2 separate regions of the Mus musculus genome follow, and region 1 is linked to region 2. Evidence: chromatin contacts called from public Hi-C data. All regions are on one chromosome and are shown on one strand. The core of a region is the stretch at or near the end of the contact, and the rest is flanking DNA. Distances in the headings are between cores, read along the strand shown. Region 1 holds the start of Arl15 (ADP-ribosylation factor-like 15). Region 2 has its middle 24 kb from the start of Gm31276.

What was found. Hi-C and Micro-C count contacts between places; a contact is called where the count stands out from the background.
Region 1: a contact with region 2 is called in a Hi-C map of uterus, with 2.8 times the contacts expected there. The contact joins the promoter of Arl15 here to the enhancer-like site in region 2. A contact is called at or near these places in 4 of 39 promoter capture datasets (the HPC-7 cell line, frontonasal cranial neural crest, hippocampal neurons and 1 more), 24 of 484 Hi-C or Micro-C datasets (the AML12 cell line, cochlea, cortical glia and 12 more), 18 of 115 datasets of contacts at active chromatin or transcription factors (the SCID.adh cell line, bone marrow-derived dendritic cells, bone marrow-derived macrophages and 10 more) and 3 of 9 other capture datasets (adipose tissue, embryonic stem cells and pancreatic islet).

Annotation. Positions count from the first base shown.
Region 1 is chr13:113,791,668-113,799,014 of GRCm38.p6, forward strand. It overlaps Arl15 (ADP-ribosylation factor-like 15), which reads left to right and starts at 2,841. Exons shown (of 5, transcript NM_172595.4): 1 at 2,841-3,029. The coding sequence starts at 2,982.
Region 2 is chr13:113,708,604-113,715,753 of GRCm38.p6, forward strand. No RefSeq gene overlaps it. Among named protein-coding and RNA genes, the nearest start is that of Gm31276, 24 kb to the right of the region's middle. Within about 2 kb of position 5,483, at least 1 of the 459 cell types and tissues checked has an H3K27ac peak or open chromatin away from gene starts, as enhancers often do. A contact at or near this core is called in uterus, where this site is marked.

The DNA.
Region 1 (7,347 bases), core at 1,591-4,090, 80 kb after region 2:
ATACTCGGATGTGATACAGAACATTCCTTATTCCCTTGGCCCAGACAGCTTTACTGAGCTTTATTGTGTCAATGAGCACATCTGGAGTCGCCATCTCCTTTATGGCACATTTCTGCATAGCCATCACCAGAGCTCTTAAAACTTTACACGGTCAACAAGATGGATGGAAAGTCTCTCTGCTAACTCAGCTCTTGCTCTCATTTGGGGTATGCTGAACCACGAGAGAAAGAAAACACAAACAAACCAATTGTTGCTTGACTGAGTCACTTTGCTGAGACCTTTGAAAGGCTTTTTGATTTCTGTGGTTTCAAGCAGATGTGACAAAGGCCAGGTTTTTGGAAGTCTTTCAGGTTCAGAAGCCTGGTCAAAAATCTTTTCTAAACTTACATGTGCTTGAGTTAACAGAATGGCAAGAAAATAAAAATCAAAATTGAATCTACTGGCTTAGTGCAACTGAGACTTACTAACCCTGGAGTAAAACAAAACAAAACAAAACAAACAACTCCTTTCAAGAAGATATTACTTAAACACATATATCTTGAAATTTATATCAATAAAGGCCAGCTTTGTCTGTACACGTGTATGTATACAATCAAAGTCCTCTAATTACCCTGAAAGCCATCTTTCCTCATTTTGTATCTGAGGAAAGCATTTCAGAGATTAGATCTAGTCACATGACTCATAAGTGTGTGTGTGTGTGTGTGTGGGGGGGGTGCGCAGAACCTGATTATGTGTAAATTTAGGGTAAATATTTTGGTTTTCTATAATGAACTATATAGTTTTGTCTAACAACTATTTTCACTGCCCTGGGGTAAACTTTTAATGATATTTGTTTTCTGAAGACTCACACAAAAAGTGTGTGTGTGTGTGTGTGTGTGTGTGTGTGTGTATGTGTGTGTAGGGACAGAGAGAAATGGAGGGAAACTTTAGTCACCACCTTAAAAGAGGGCAGTGTTTGGCAAGAACTAACAGAATAGTACTTTTGCAACTTAGTGTTCCAAATTCTATCATTCAGAATACTCCTTTGACATGTGACATCCGAGGAAAGAGTATGAGTTCACTATAAACTTCACTACATTATGAAACTTCATAAATGTTTAACAGCTGTATAAAGTTTTATTGTGTAAGTGTGCTGTGTTAACAAATCATAGGAGACTCCTCCTCTTCTTTTTCCGAGACAAGGTTTCTTCTCTGTGTAGCCTTGCAGGTGGTCTCCAACTCAGGGATCTGCCTGTATCTTTGCTGGGATTAAAGGTACCACCAGGCCGACAAAATTCTACTATAATCATTGCAGGAAATGTTCACTTAGAACACTGTCCACAGCTCTTATCCTAAGAATTTCTAGAAATGGAATTACTGGTACAAAAGATATGGCACCCTTTTAATATTCATTTTTGAATACACGTGTACAGACAGAGCTGGCCTTTATTGATATAATTTTCAAGATATATGTGTTTAAGTAATAACTTCTTAAAAGGAGTTGTTCTGTTTTGTTTTGTTTTACTCCAGGGTTAGTAAGTCTCAGTTGCACTAAGCCAGTAGATTCAATTTTGATTTTTATTTTCTTGCCATTCTATATTTTACTCCTCTCCATACCCAACTCCAAATGGCATGCTTATCTTGTCTCACCTTTGCCTTGACTGTCCTTTCTAGCCTGAATCTTGGAGGTGAAAGAAAAAAAATCCAGAACTGACCGTTGTCTTTATCTCGCTTGACTCCCATTTTCACTCAATTCCAAGTAATTCTTTTTTAAAAAAATTTTAAAATTTTTCTATTTTTTATTTTTTGGTTTTTCGAGACAGGGTTTCTCTGTATTTCTCTGGCTGTCCTGGAACTCACTCTGTAGACCAGGCTGGCCTCGAACTCAGAAATCCGCCTGCCTCTCTGCCTCCCAAGTGCTGGGATCAAAGGCGTGCACCACCACTGCCCGGGCCCCAAGTTTGTTTGTTTGTTTTTTTGAGACAGGGTTTCTCTGGATTTCTCTGTGTAGCCCTGGCTGTCCTGGAATTCGTTCTGTAGACCAGGCTGGCCTCGAACTCAGAAATCCACCTGCCTCTGCCTCCCAAGTGCTGGGATTAAAGGCGTGCGCCACCACCGCCCGGCTTGCTTTTTTTTTTCTTTTTTTCTTTTTTTTTTTTTTAATTTAGGAAACGCACAAGTCTCAAGTGCACCGGCTCTGTTTTTCCTAAGATAAGGTTCACAAACAGTATTACTTGGGTCCTTTAGAGGACTTTCACAATCCCACCGCTCATTCTATTCAGGTACATTGGATTAAGCATGCAAAGATCAGATGCCTGTCTCCTTCAATGTTTGGGGTGATCAATTTACTTGTGAGTCTCTAGGTTCCTAGTCTGGACTGCACTGGTGCTGAGCCGCAGGAAGGTCAAGTTCAAGTTGTCCGCCGTAGCAGACACCCACACCCTGGAGGGTCAATGCAGTCCCCAGTACTGCACAGTTTGCCTTCTTTAAGGTGTCTGCCCTTCTAATCCGCAGGTCCAGGGCGTTTCAAGGCCACAGGAAGGCGCTCGGGGCAACTGCCTCCCACCGCCCTGGGCTGCTTTCTTAAGGAGGGGTGGGCGGGGACGCCGCCGCCGCTGCTCTTCAATCTCAGGCAGGCTGCTTGCCGGGTCTCGAGCGGACTAGAGGCTGAGAGTCGGCCTCCCGGGGCCGCAGCGCGTTTCCGCCCGCCCCTCCCCCAGCAAACAGGAACCAGCACCGTCCCGGGTCCCGCGCTTCTCTGCTGCCCTCCACCGGGGGGACTGCCTTTTATAGACACTCCGGCCAATGAGCGCGCTCCTTTTCCTCGGCCCGCCCTCCCAGCCAATCGTCGCTTCCCTGGTGTAATCTTCGGCTCCTCGGCTGCTCTCGGCGATCTTCGCTGTTGCTGGCTTTTTCAGGAGCTGCTCGCTGGCAGCCCGAGACGCTGCTGCTTTTTTTTTTTTTCCGGGTTCGGAGCCATTCCGGATGCTTTAGGCTGCCGGATGTCTGATCTCCGGATAACTGAGGCGTTTCTGTACATGGATTATCTGGTAGGTGCGGGGCGCCGGCGGCATGTCGCCTCTCGGATCTCGCGGTGGCCCATGGCCCCCTGCCTGGAGCAGCAGCCTCTCGGCTTTCTTTCTTTGGGATGGGATGCCTTGGGTTGCTTTCTCCCGGGGCTGGCTCTGAGGGGCGGCGGCGGGGGGAGAGGACGGGCTGACAGGTAAAGGCGCGGAGGGGACCGGCGGGACTGCGGGAGATGGGGCCACGCTCCGCGCGCCTCTCCGCGCTCCCGGCGCAGGACTTTCTTTCCGGGGAAGCTGGAGTTTTCCGCTCTCCTCTTAGCAGAACTCCAAGAGCTATTAAAGAGCCATAAGCAGAATGGCTCGCTAAGTGCCTGGCAGGTCCGGTCATTTGGTCGTTATTAGATCTCTAAAGGAATGACCTGGGTCGTGGCGGGATTTTAAAAACACATTACCAGAAAGTAGACTGGACTAAACCACATTGCAACCCGGCCTGAGCAGGATTGGGCAGGGACAGGCATTGCCCCGCGGCTGTGGTTGTGGTGCACGCCGCTTTTGTGCATGGTGTGCATGGTTTGGCAATCGGTTTGAGATCAGCCCCGTGCTGGGAAGTTTAGGTAGGAAAAGTTTTTTTAGCACAGCGCTGGAACGGAACACTTAGACGTGTTTCTAGAATTGTGCAAGCCTCGTGTTTTCGTTCCAGAAATTGTATTTCCACAGAGCTGCCTGTTTGTGGTCAAGCAGATCCTTTTTGACATGAACCGTGTTCGATCCTGCCCATTTTCTGCGTGGATGGTGTCAGAACGAACGGCTGTTGCCATGCAGTGCTGAAGTAGAGGGTTAGAAGTGTTGGCCCTTCTGTCATCCTGTAGGACACATGGTTTTTCCACTGCAGATTGGCCTAGCAGAGATTTGTCAGTGCCTTCTAGGAATTACACTTAAGGCTGTACGGAGAAAGACCGAATACTTTCCAGACCAAGAAAGAGAGGGCTGCGTTGTAACGTTACCAGTGTATGAGGGTTTATTCAGGTGTGTAGAAACTGGCAAGGATGGAGACCAGTTAGTGCGCGACCTTGAGAACAGAGCCGAAGTCAGAGTCTCAGTTGAATTTTGGTTTTGCTGTCTATGTATTCATGGCAGTGACTTCTATCTTTGTCATAAAGGGGTGTTATCGCTGCGCCAGGTTAGGTGGGCTATCTGTGAACATTCTTTAAGCGTCCTTGTAGGTTGATGATTCTCAAATATGTCCAGGAGGCTATTTTGAAAGTTAAATGGTTGGTTGATTTGTAGTTTACCCATATCATGCTATGGCTATGTCTTGTAATCTGCCCCACAAAACGCCAGTTTGCTGAGAAAAAAAAATTACCAAATAAGAAGAAAGTATAGGGCATCTTACCTGTACTGCTAATTTTGGATACTTAGTGATTCGGAGAGGTATTCGGGGCGGGGGGTGGGGGGTGGGGTGGGGTGGATTCTCATGATCTGCTGAGACTGTTGTAGTACTTCAGCACATAGCTGTCTTTGAGGTAGCAGGCCCACTAAAAGACCTGAGGGAAAACAGCATTGCAGATTGCTCAGGTCACCTGCCATGTAGACATGGGTTCAGAGTAGATGGATGAATATTTGTAGGTATAAGGTTACCCTGGGAGTTTAGGTCATTGTCACTGGGCCCTGGGTTTCACTTTGACTTGGCCCATCTGTTTTACCTGTTTCCCTAACACCTTTTTTTGGCTTTCGTATAAAATCATTGTTTGGCCACTTCAGTGTGCTTTCAATAATTCCCAAGTGCCTTGAAGCTAACTGTCCCGTAAAAGTCAGGGGCTATACTGGAGGTGGGGTGGGGGAGAAAACAAAGTCTTAAAGGAGACAGGTCAGGTTTTATGAGTGTGTTAGGTATCCCTGTGAAAACACTGAAGAAAGTCCTTCCCCACTAAATGGACCAGAGGGGAAACAAAACAAACTCTGGAGTTCGAGAGGTTGCTTTACTGTGCTTTCCCGCTGACCCACTCGCAGAGAAAACCGTGAGATACATCGCTCCATTCTCCTTGTCTACCAGGTGGCTTGTTTGCTCATGCGAAATCTTGGCATGGTGTCTGTTTAAAATCCTGTTTCTGAAAAAGTAAAGGATCGATTTCTTTGATTGGGCCTGGCATCTTATTAATCGATTCCTAAGTTCCTATATTTCCCTTCCAGGAGGGGCTGGGGATGTTTCTTTCATTCCTAGTTGGACTGCAGGTTTTGCAGAGTGGACTAGAGTGAGTGCCCTCTTCATGCCCCTGTCAGGAGTAATGTGTGCCCTCCCTCCATCCTTTCTTCTCCAGTGCTGGGATTTTTGTTGTTATGTCAGAAAGGAAAGCTCTACGTGGAGGTGTTAGCCATTGTCCTTTATTTGGGTGCTATCACTTAACTTATTTTATTTGGGGGAGAGTCTAAAGGAAGTGTGTGTGCGTGTGCTTGAGTGTGTGTGCATGCTATTTTTAACAACTTCTGATAGCACTGAAATGGTAAGACAGATGAAGAAAGCTCTCTGATCTTAGAAGTTGCAGTTAATTTCTTGACTATTCTTGTGACAGCTAAGATGAAGGCTCTGTCTTAATATTTAAGACGGAGGTTTTATTAATCTTGGTTCAGGGAAAGAGGGATGCCTTGCAAATCCTAAATAATTACATGTTACACCGGTTACTGTACCTGGCTTGGTGCCTGGCATGGAGTTAGAGCCCGGGATTGCATGATGATGAGTGGATGCGGGACCTGAGAGGTAATTCTGTCCTCTTCTGGCTTCTAAACTGAGCCAAGATAGTATCTGTTTGGATTAGGTATTTTGATTTTTGGAATGCAGGATGTATCTTTTACACTCAAGATAATCAAGATAGAATTTGTTTAGCAATTTAAACATAAAAGTCTTATCTTTTCTAGATAATGCGGGTGTCACCGGAGGAGGCCATATCTCTTCCCCTTTTCTCTTGAGCAAGTTTATAAGTCATGTTCTAAACCAGACCGATCTATGGTTCAGGATTTAGGCGTCACCAACAGACAGCATACCCCTCTCCCTTTGATGGGTTAAGGCTGTTCAGAGCTTTATAAAGAGAAAGAACAGGGTATAACTTATAACGAGGAACTGACACTAATACAGGTTCTCTAGAGTCACAAACCTTATGGAATGAATCTCTGCAGAAAAAGGGAATTTATTGGAATGGCTTACAGACTGCAGTCCAACAATGGCCAGCTGTGAATGGAAAGTCCAAGAATCTAGTACTTGCTCAGTCCCACAAGGCTGTGTGTCTTAGCTGGTCTGAATATGCTGGAACCCTGACGTGGTAGGCTCCAGTGCCAGAGAAGGAATGGAAGTGCTAGCAAGGTGGGGCAAGGTGGCAAAGGACAAAACCTTTCTTCGTCCATGTCCTTCTAGAGACTTCCAGCAGAAAGGTATGGCTCAGATTAAAGGTATGTCTTTAGATTTGGCTTAAAGGTGTGCATCTTCTTACGTCAAAGGTCCGGGCTAGAAGTGGATTCACTCACATACTTAAACCCAAGAGAAAATCTCTCCCAGGTGTGTCCTCCGTTCCTGGATTGTAGTTCATTCCGGATATAGTCAAGTTGACAGCTAAGACTATCCTTCCCAGATCCATTATAAAGTTCTATCTGGAGACCAGACAGGGTCAGCTTCTGCATTCCTTTTAGTTCAAAATGCTTTTGCCTTCTATGCAAATCGGTGTAGATTTCACCAATTCCTCTTTGTACCACTAACACAACAACAATAAAGTTCATTATCCATATAATACCAGTGATGATTAAAAGAGATAGTGGGAGTAAACTTACTTATAAACATTACATTGGTTCCTTTCCTTTCCTTTCCTTTCCTTTCCTTTCCTTTCCTTTCCTTTCCTTTCCTTTCCTTTCCTTTCCTTTCTCCCTCCTTCCTTCCCTCCCTCCCTCCCTCCCTCCCTCCCTCCCTCCCTCCCTCCCTTCCTTCCTTCCTTTTTTACTTCCTTTCTCTCTGTCTGACTTTCTTTCTTTCTTCTTCTTTTTTTCTTTTTTGAGACACAGTTTCTCTGTGTAGCCCTTGCTGTCCTAGAAAACACTTTGTAGGCCATGTTGGCCTCGAACCCAGAGATCTGCCCCACGGCCTCCTGAGTGCTGAGGTTAAAGGCATGTGCCTCCTCCTCCAGATGTATACATTGGTTCTCAAATAAAAATGTTAACACCTGGGCTGGTGAGATGGCTCAGCGGGTAAGAGCACTGACTGCTCTTCCGAAGGTCATGAGTTCAAATCCCAGCAACCACATGGTGGCTCACAACCACCCATAATGAGATCTGACGCCCTCTTCTGGTGTGTTTGAAGACA
Region 2 (7,150 bases), core at 4,233-6,732:
ATAGACTCTCAGTAGCTGCCCAAGGGAGGAGGAGATGGGGTGGGAGGTAAGGGCACCATTGCATTGTTGCCAGCACAAAGGTCACTACTGGGCTTCCTCTCTGCTTTAGTGACACAGATGAAGGCCAGATTAGACCAGATTAAAAATAAGTAAAGACAGGCAGGTTTATTCGAAGACAGCTCTCTGATGGAAAGTGGTGGCCCATGCCTTTAATCCCAGCACTTGGGAGGCAGAGGCAGGCAGATTTCTGAATTTGAGGCCAGCCTGGTCTACAAAGTGAGTTCCAGGATAGCCAGGGCTACACAGAGAAACCCTGTCTCAAAAAAGAAGAAGAAGGAGGAGGAGGAGGAGGAGGAGGAGGAGGAGGAGGAGGAGGAGCAGGAAGAGGAGGAAAGACAGCTCTCTGGTGTGTTCACTGATCCCACAGGTGGAAATCAGTGAAGTCACCCATCCAAGGAGGTTTTATGGATTGGGGGCTTGGGAGGATGACACGTGAGCTAAGAACTAGAATTGTGTCCATACATGGTCAGAAACCGAACCCCTGGGCGGGCACTCTTGGGTGGTTTGCCGGAAACACTCAGATGAGGAGTGATGACATGTTGGCCGGAAGCTTTCTCCAAGTGGAGGGAGGGGATGGGAAGATGGGGTTTCCCAGCTTGTGCGGGGTATGGGGCATGAGCAGGGCTTCCAGCCTAATAATGACATGGTAGTAAATGGTGTGGGAGGAGCTTTAGAGAAAGGTACGGAAGCCCAAGGAGCCAAGAAAAGCATAGTTAGGTTCTGGTTCTCATCTAAACGAAAGAGATGGGGCGGGGTGGGGGGCGCGGAGGTAGGAGGGGTGTGTGTGTGGGGGGTTGGGGGGAGATAAAACCAGTCCTGACTCAGAGAGGTGGACAGATCCATCCTACCTCATGGTGGCTCGACCTGCAAAGATTAGGCTATCAGGTGGGGATTCTGGGAAAGAAAATGTCTTAGAGTTTCTATTCCTGAACAAACATCATGACTCAGAAGCAAGTTGGGGAGGAAAGGGTTTATTCAGCTTACACTTCCCACATTGCTGTTCATCACTAAAGGAAGTCAGGACTGGAACCCAAGCAGGTCAGGAAGCAGGAGCTGATGCAGAGGCCATGGAGGGATGTTCCTTACTGGCTTGCTTCCCCTGGCTTGCTCAGCCTGCTCTCTTATAGAACCCAAGACTACCAGCCCTGGAATGGTACCACCTACAAGGGGCCCTCCCCACTTGATCACTAAATGAGAAAATGCCTTACATCTGGATCTCATGGAGGCGTTTTTTTCAACTGAAGCTCCTTTCTCTGTGATAACTCCAGCCTGTGTCAAGTTGACACAAAACCAGCCAGTACAGAAAAGTACATTAAATATTTCCTTAAAAGAAATACGGTATTTCTGTCTTCCTAGAGATGATCCTTTGACCTGGTGATTGGCATGGCACTACTGGAACGTTAGGTCTCCACCCAGCCCAGAGATTCTGTTTTCCTCACCAGAAGTCCTTTTCTCTTATTGGAACTCTATTGCTGATCTAACACTGGCTCCAGGTTGTCCAAATCCCTACACAAAACTACTGCATTTTGATGTTACCCATTTTCACAGGGAAGCCGGTCTGGGTTCCTCTGAGATGCTCCTGGGACACTGCTCTCCTCGCTGGCTGCTGAGGATCTGACTAGCCTGCTTGCTGTGCACACTGCCTCATTCAGTCTCCTCTGAGTCAAGGTATCCCCAGATTGCACCTAGGACCAGACTGGTACGCCATCCCACTGAGGTCCGGCTCTGGGCAGTGACATGATTTAGGGAGAAGGAAAGGAGAAATAAGCAGTGGCTTCTAAAGTCAGAGATAGAAATAAAGGGAGGCATGACACTCAACGTAGGAAGAAATTGCAACCCACGCTTACAGTATCATGGGCTGATGTGACTGTCACATATTCCTCAACTTTACAAAGATCTAGAGGCTCTTTAAAAAGATCCTGAAAGGGTTCCATTTTGGAGAAGCTGTGACCTTCTGGGACATTTGTTTCCCAACCTGGCCAGTCTTATGTGTTATCTACATTTCCGTCAACTTGCTTCCATCTGTTCATATTTTTTTAAGCACAGGTGATCATGGAGATAGATATATAACTGTTAAGGAGATGCCTAGTGCTAAGGGATGTGTGTGTGCTGTCCATGCAGTGCCTGCTGCCTGAAGAGCTTTCTCCCCAGACAGTGTAGCATGCCCATGGAATGTGCTAACAGGGAAGACAGACCTCCAATTGTTTCCTACAAAGTGCTTCTAGACTTGAGGTCACAGTGCCTTGCTCATGAGCTAGAGAACAAGCTCTTACAGGTTCTAGAAAAGAAGGTTCCAGAAGCTTAGGGGCAGCCTGTTTTCAGAAAAGGAAAGGAAAGGAAAGGAAAGGAAAGGAAAGGAAAGGAAAGGAAAGGAAAGGAAAGGAAAGGAAAGGAAAGGAAAGGAAAGGAAAGGAAAGGAGGAAGGGAGAGAGAGAAAGAAAGGAAGAAAGAAAGAAAGAAAGAAAGAAAGAAAGAAAGAAAGAAAGAAAGAAAGAAAGAAAGAAAGAAAGGAAAAGCAGATGTTGGTTTGAAATTGAATTCTAAGACTGAATCGTAAACAACTGGCAGTGAGCAGCTGCTCCTTCACTGGAGTGATGGAGAGAAAGGTTGGTCAATTCTAACCAAGCCCTGTGTGCATGCACTGTTAGGAGAGCATAGAGCTGATCAGTTAAAAACCCATGGGCATTCACCATTCAAAACAAGAGTAAGAGGCAAAGCAGTGTCAAAACTGACACAAGAGACTTGGGACAGATAGAAGTTATACATGTCACTTGCTATTCTAAAGTTCTAGGGAGGTCTGGATGTCTTAAAAACATTTTCATACAAAAAAGTGAACTGTAAAAGAATTGCCACCAACTTCCCAGGTTCCTCAGTCTAAACAAATTAGTAATAAATCGAGTAAAGGACCTTGACTTGAAATTTAGAGAAAGACTAAAAATATTCTTAAAGCCAGCCCGGTTTAACAGTTTTATAGGACATTTAACTGGGGTTGCTTCTAGGTTAGATCCAAGAAAACGTTTTCAGGTTTATTTGCCTAAAGTGTGCTAAAGACGAGTGTGAATATTCTCCATCTGGAAAGTTGCTGCACTTAGTATTACTTCAAGCAGAAAGATTACCCCAAAGGGAAAAAGAAAGTTCCCTTGAGGGTGTGTCCCGAAAACATGGGCATCAGCTATTTACCCAAACAAGTTCTGTAGAGTGTGTGGTATAAGTACTATAAATTCGTTGGAAGTGTATACTAATTGTCTGTGGTTGTATTAAAAACTTACTCCCAAATTTAAGAGCTTAAAACAGCCATTATCTTAAAGGTCAGGAACCCAGGAGTAGCTCAGATGGATGCAAGTGATTCAGGAGACCATTGTCAAACTGTCACCTGAGGCTGGAGTCATTTGAAGGGTTGGCAGAGGTTCCCCAGCTTGCTCACATGGCCCTTGACAGAATGACCGAAAAGAGATGGAAACTACAGTGTCTCAGAAACAACATAACATCTCTTCCTGTCTTACTTTAATGCAGATGAGTTTGCACACAGTGTGTGTCTTAGCTAGGGTTTTACTGATGTGAAGAGATACCATGACCAAGGCAACTCTTATATGGACAACATTTAATTGGGTCTGGCTTACAGGTTCAGAAGTTCAGTCCATTATCATCATCAAGGCAGGAGGATGGGAGTGTCCAAGCAAGCATGGTGCAGGAGTTGCTGAGAGTTCTACATCTTCATTTGAAGGCCGCTAGGAGAAGACTGGCTTCCAGGCAGTGAGGAGGAGAGTCTTAAAGCCCACACCCACAGTTACACACCTACTCCAACAGGGCCACACCTACTCTAATCTTCTAATAGTGCCACTCCCTGGGCCAAGCATATTCAAACCACCACAGTGTGGGAGGGAACAAAACAGTGTGTAAGCACCAAGAGAAGGCCATGTTATATAGACTGGTAGTCAGGGTCTGTCCTCAGGCCCTTAGCAGTCATGTCTCTCCCACATATAAAATGCATTCACTCTGCTCAGAGAGAGATGAATGCTGATGGTCAGCTCAATTTCCCATTTTTGTCTAGTCTCGAACCCAAGGCCTTGGAATGTTCCAACCTCCATTATCCTAATCTAGAAACTTCTTCACAGTTGTGCCCACAGGTTTGTCTCCTGGGAGATTCCAGATATTGTTCTATGGACAACCCATCACAAACCATCACAAGTGCAGTTCTCTCCAGACAAAAAAAACCCTGCAAACTCAGACCATACAGTATTAGATCAGGAGTAGAATAAACATCACATGTATTCATGTTCTAAAGGAGATAAATTGAAGCAGCTCACAGATCCATCCAAGGTATGCTGAATTGCAGTAAGGCTCAGTCCTATCCTGGGAGTATTCTGTGCTTCTTGACTATACCTTCTGAGTTACACTTTCTTTTTCATAAAGTGTAGTATATGGACACCAGTTTTTCCTGAGCTTTCAGTACAATAGGAATAGGGTGGATATAAAGGCCTTTGGCTGTCTCTATCCCTTTGGGTTCTTATTAGAAAGATGTCTGCTGATTTAATATTTTTTCAAAACTTCCATGAATCTCCTGGGACTTGTATCAGGTGGATTCTACTAGACAAAAGTCAAGAAAATATGTCTGCAAGATATTTAATCCCTTTTTCATCTTGTGATTCTGTGAAGAGCAAAGTTCTTAAGCTTCGTAGAAGCCCTATTTTGAGAGGATCGATGAGTCATAGCCTTAATTGGTTTAAGGCTTAATTGATTCTCCCACAAAGGTTCATATATTAAAGACTTAGTCTCCAGAGTGGTATGATTAGAAGGTAGCAGAGCCTTTATAAACTGGGGATTAGTAAGAGATCTTTACACTCTTGGAGGCATCCGTGTTTTTAATTCTCTGGGTATCCACTCATCTGTCTGCTTCTAACACATGCCTGCCATAGCCATCTACCATGAAGTGAGGTAGTAAATGAGTTTTTCTGAGCCTGCCCTCTTTACCTTATTTGGGATCTAAGCCTTTGAAACTGTAAGCTAAACATACTATTTTCTTTTTATATGTTAGTTGCCTCAATTATTTCTCTGTAGTAACGCAAACCCGACTAATACAATGGTCTTTTGTGTGGCTGATGTGGTTGCTCCTTAGGTAGTCTCTTGATGACTTTGAGATCATAGCAGAGAATTTATAGTCCCTCCCTCAGCTTCAACTTTTGGCCGAGTTACCATGACAGTGCCCTGAGTTTAAACTTTGCTTTTAAGGCATTTCTTAATTTTTAAAATCATTTGCCATCCCTAGAGGCTGGGCTTCTTTGAGTCCTGGCTCCTACCTAGCGGTCGTTCCTTTAACTTATCTCTCTCCACTTGTGTCTTACAAAGGGCTAAGGGAAACCATATGGTGCCTTTAACAGGCTGTCTTGAAATCCCCTCAGCTGGATCATCCAGTTCTTTGTTTACATGTTCTGCTTTGCACATCACTGCACATAACACTGTTTTTAAGATTTCTGGCTCTACCTCAACAGGCAGACCTGTTTTCAACACAGTTTTTCTCACTTTCTTTTAGATCTCAACCATAACATGGCTATGATTCTTCAGTTCTTTCCACCCGCCTTCTTTGCCTAACTCCAAAGCCAGGCCTGCGCTGTGGCTATTCTTTGTGGTTGTCTATTGCAATATTACAAATCACCCCAGAGTCTAGAATATTAAAATAATAAACACTTATTGTCTCACACAATTTCAGAGGACCAGGAATCCAGGAATGGTTTGGTGGTGATTTGGGGGCTCAGGGTATTGCATGAGGCTTCAGCCATTGTATACTCGAGGGCTTTTTTTTTTTTTTTTTTTTTTTTTGTCCTCTTCTTGAGTGCAGCTGAAAGTTCCGTTTCTAGTCTTACTTATAGGGATGTTGGAAAAATGACTTCTGCATAGGAATGCACAATACATGGCAATTAGCTGGGGGGACAGACAACAGAATATCTTTTTTTTTTTTTTTTTTTTTGTGGTTTTTTCGAGACAGGGTTTCTCTATAGCCCTGGCTGTCCTGGAACTCACTTTGTAGACCAGGCTGGCCTCGAACTCAGAAATCCACCTGCCTCTGCCTCCCGAGTGCTGGGATTAAAGGCGTGCGCCACCACACCCGGCTCAGAATATCTTTATAAACTCAGAAGAGGTTGTGTGGCGTTAACTTACAATATTGTACTAGTCATACAGATATTTAAAAAATGGGGAAGGTGTGACTACCTGAAGTTGAGATTATTAGGGGGATAATTTTGGAAGATACCACCAGGTAAAATGTCTCTCTTCCCAGGGTCCATTGAAAAGTAGCGGCAATGCAAGAATGAAGCAGAGAAGCCGACATTCTAACTTTATTACTGAGAAAGCTGATTGGAGGAGGCTTAGAAGTGTGGATGCAAATGTAATTGAGGAAAATATGTAATTAAAAAAAAAAGTGTGGATGCAAAGCACACCAATACTTGTCCTCAGAATTAGAATTAGCTATGAAGTAAGGAAGTACGAGACATTTTTTTTGTGCCTTCTCCAGAGTTTCTCACATAGATAGCAAGACAAAATGTATCTTTGATGTGATTAGGAGCAATCTCCACGGGTAGGGATAAGTCAGAAAGAGGACTGGGAGAGGGCAATATTGTGCCTCTCTCCTCCTACAAGAACAGGAATCTGGAAGTGGAAAAAAAAAATCTGTTCCTCCAGCAGATCACAGAAGGTATAACTTGGTTCTCACGGATGATCATGTCCAATGCTGGGCCCCACCCCTCAGGGATTTGCATACCTTTACAAGGTCACAGGAAATGCTGACCTAGCTGGTCTGAGAACCCTAGTTTAAAATTAGCCAAACACCTACAGTGCATGGGTGTTTTTAATGGCTGCCATTTCTTACTTGCAATCCCATTAGTTTTCATAGCGATATAGGACTGGCCTCACCAACCTCTCTTCTGTATTAGACAGAAGAGGAGGCCAGAGTGCAGAAGCGAAGCAGTGGGCCAAGTTTCCTCCCTCCTTGCCATGCAGAACCAATTTTCCAACCAGGTCTGGCTCCAAAGTCTGTGTTCTTTCTTCTGCATCAACTTGTCTTCAGTTACTAAGAACAGAGTATTAATAGGAGCCA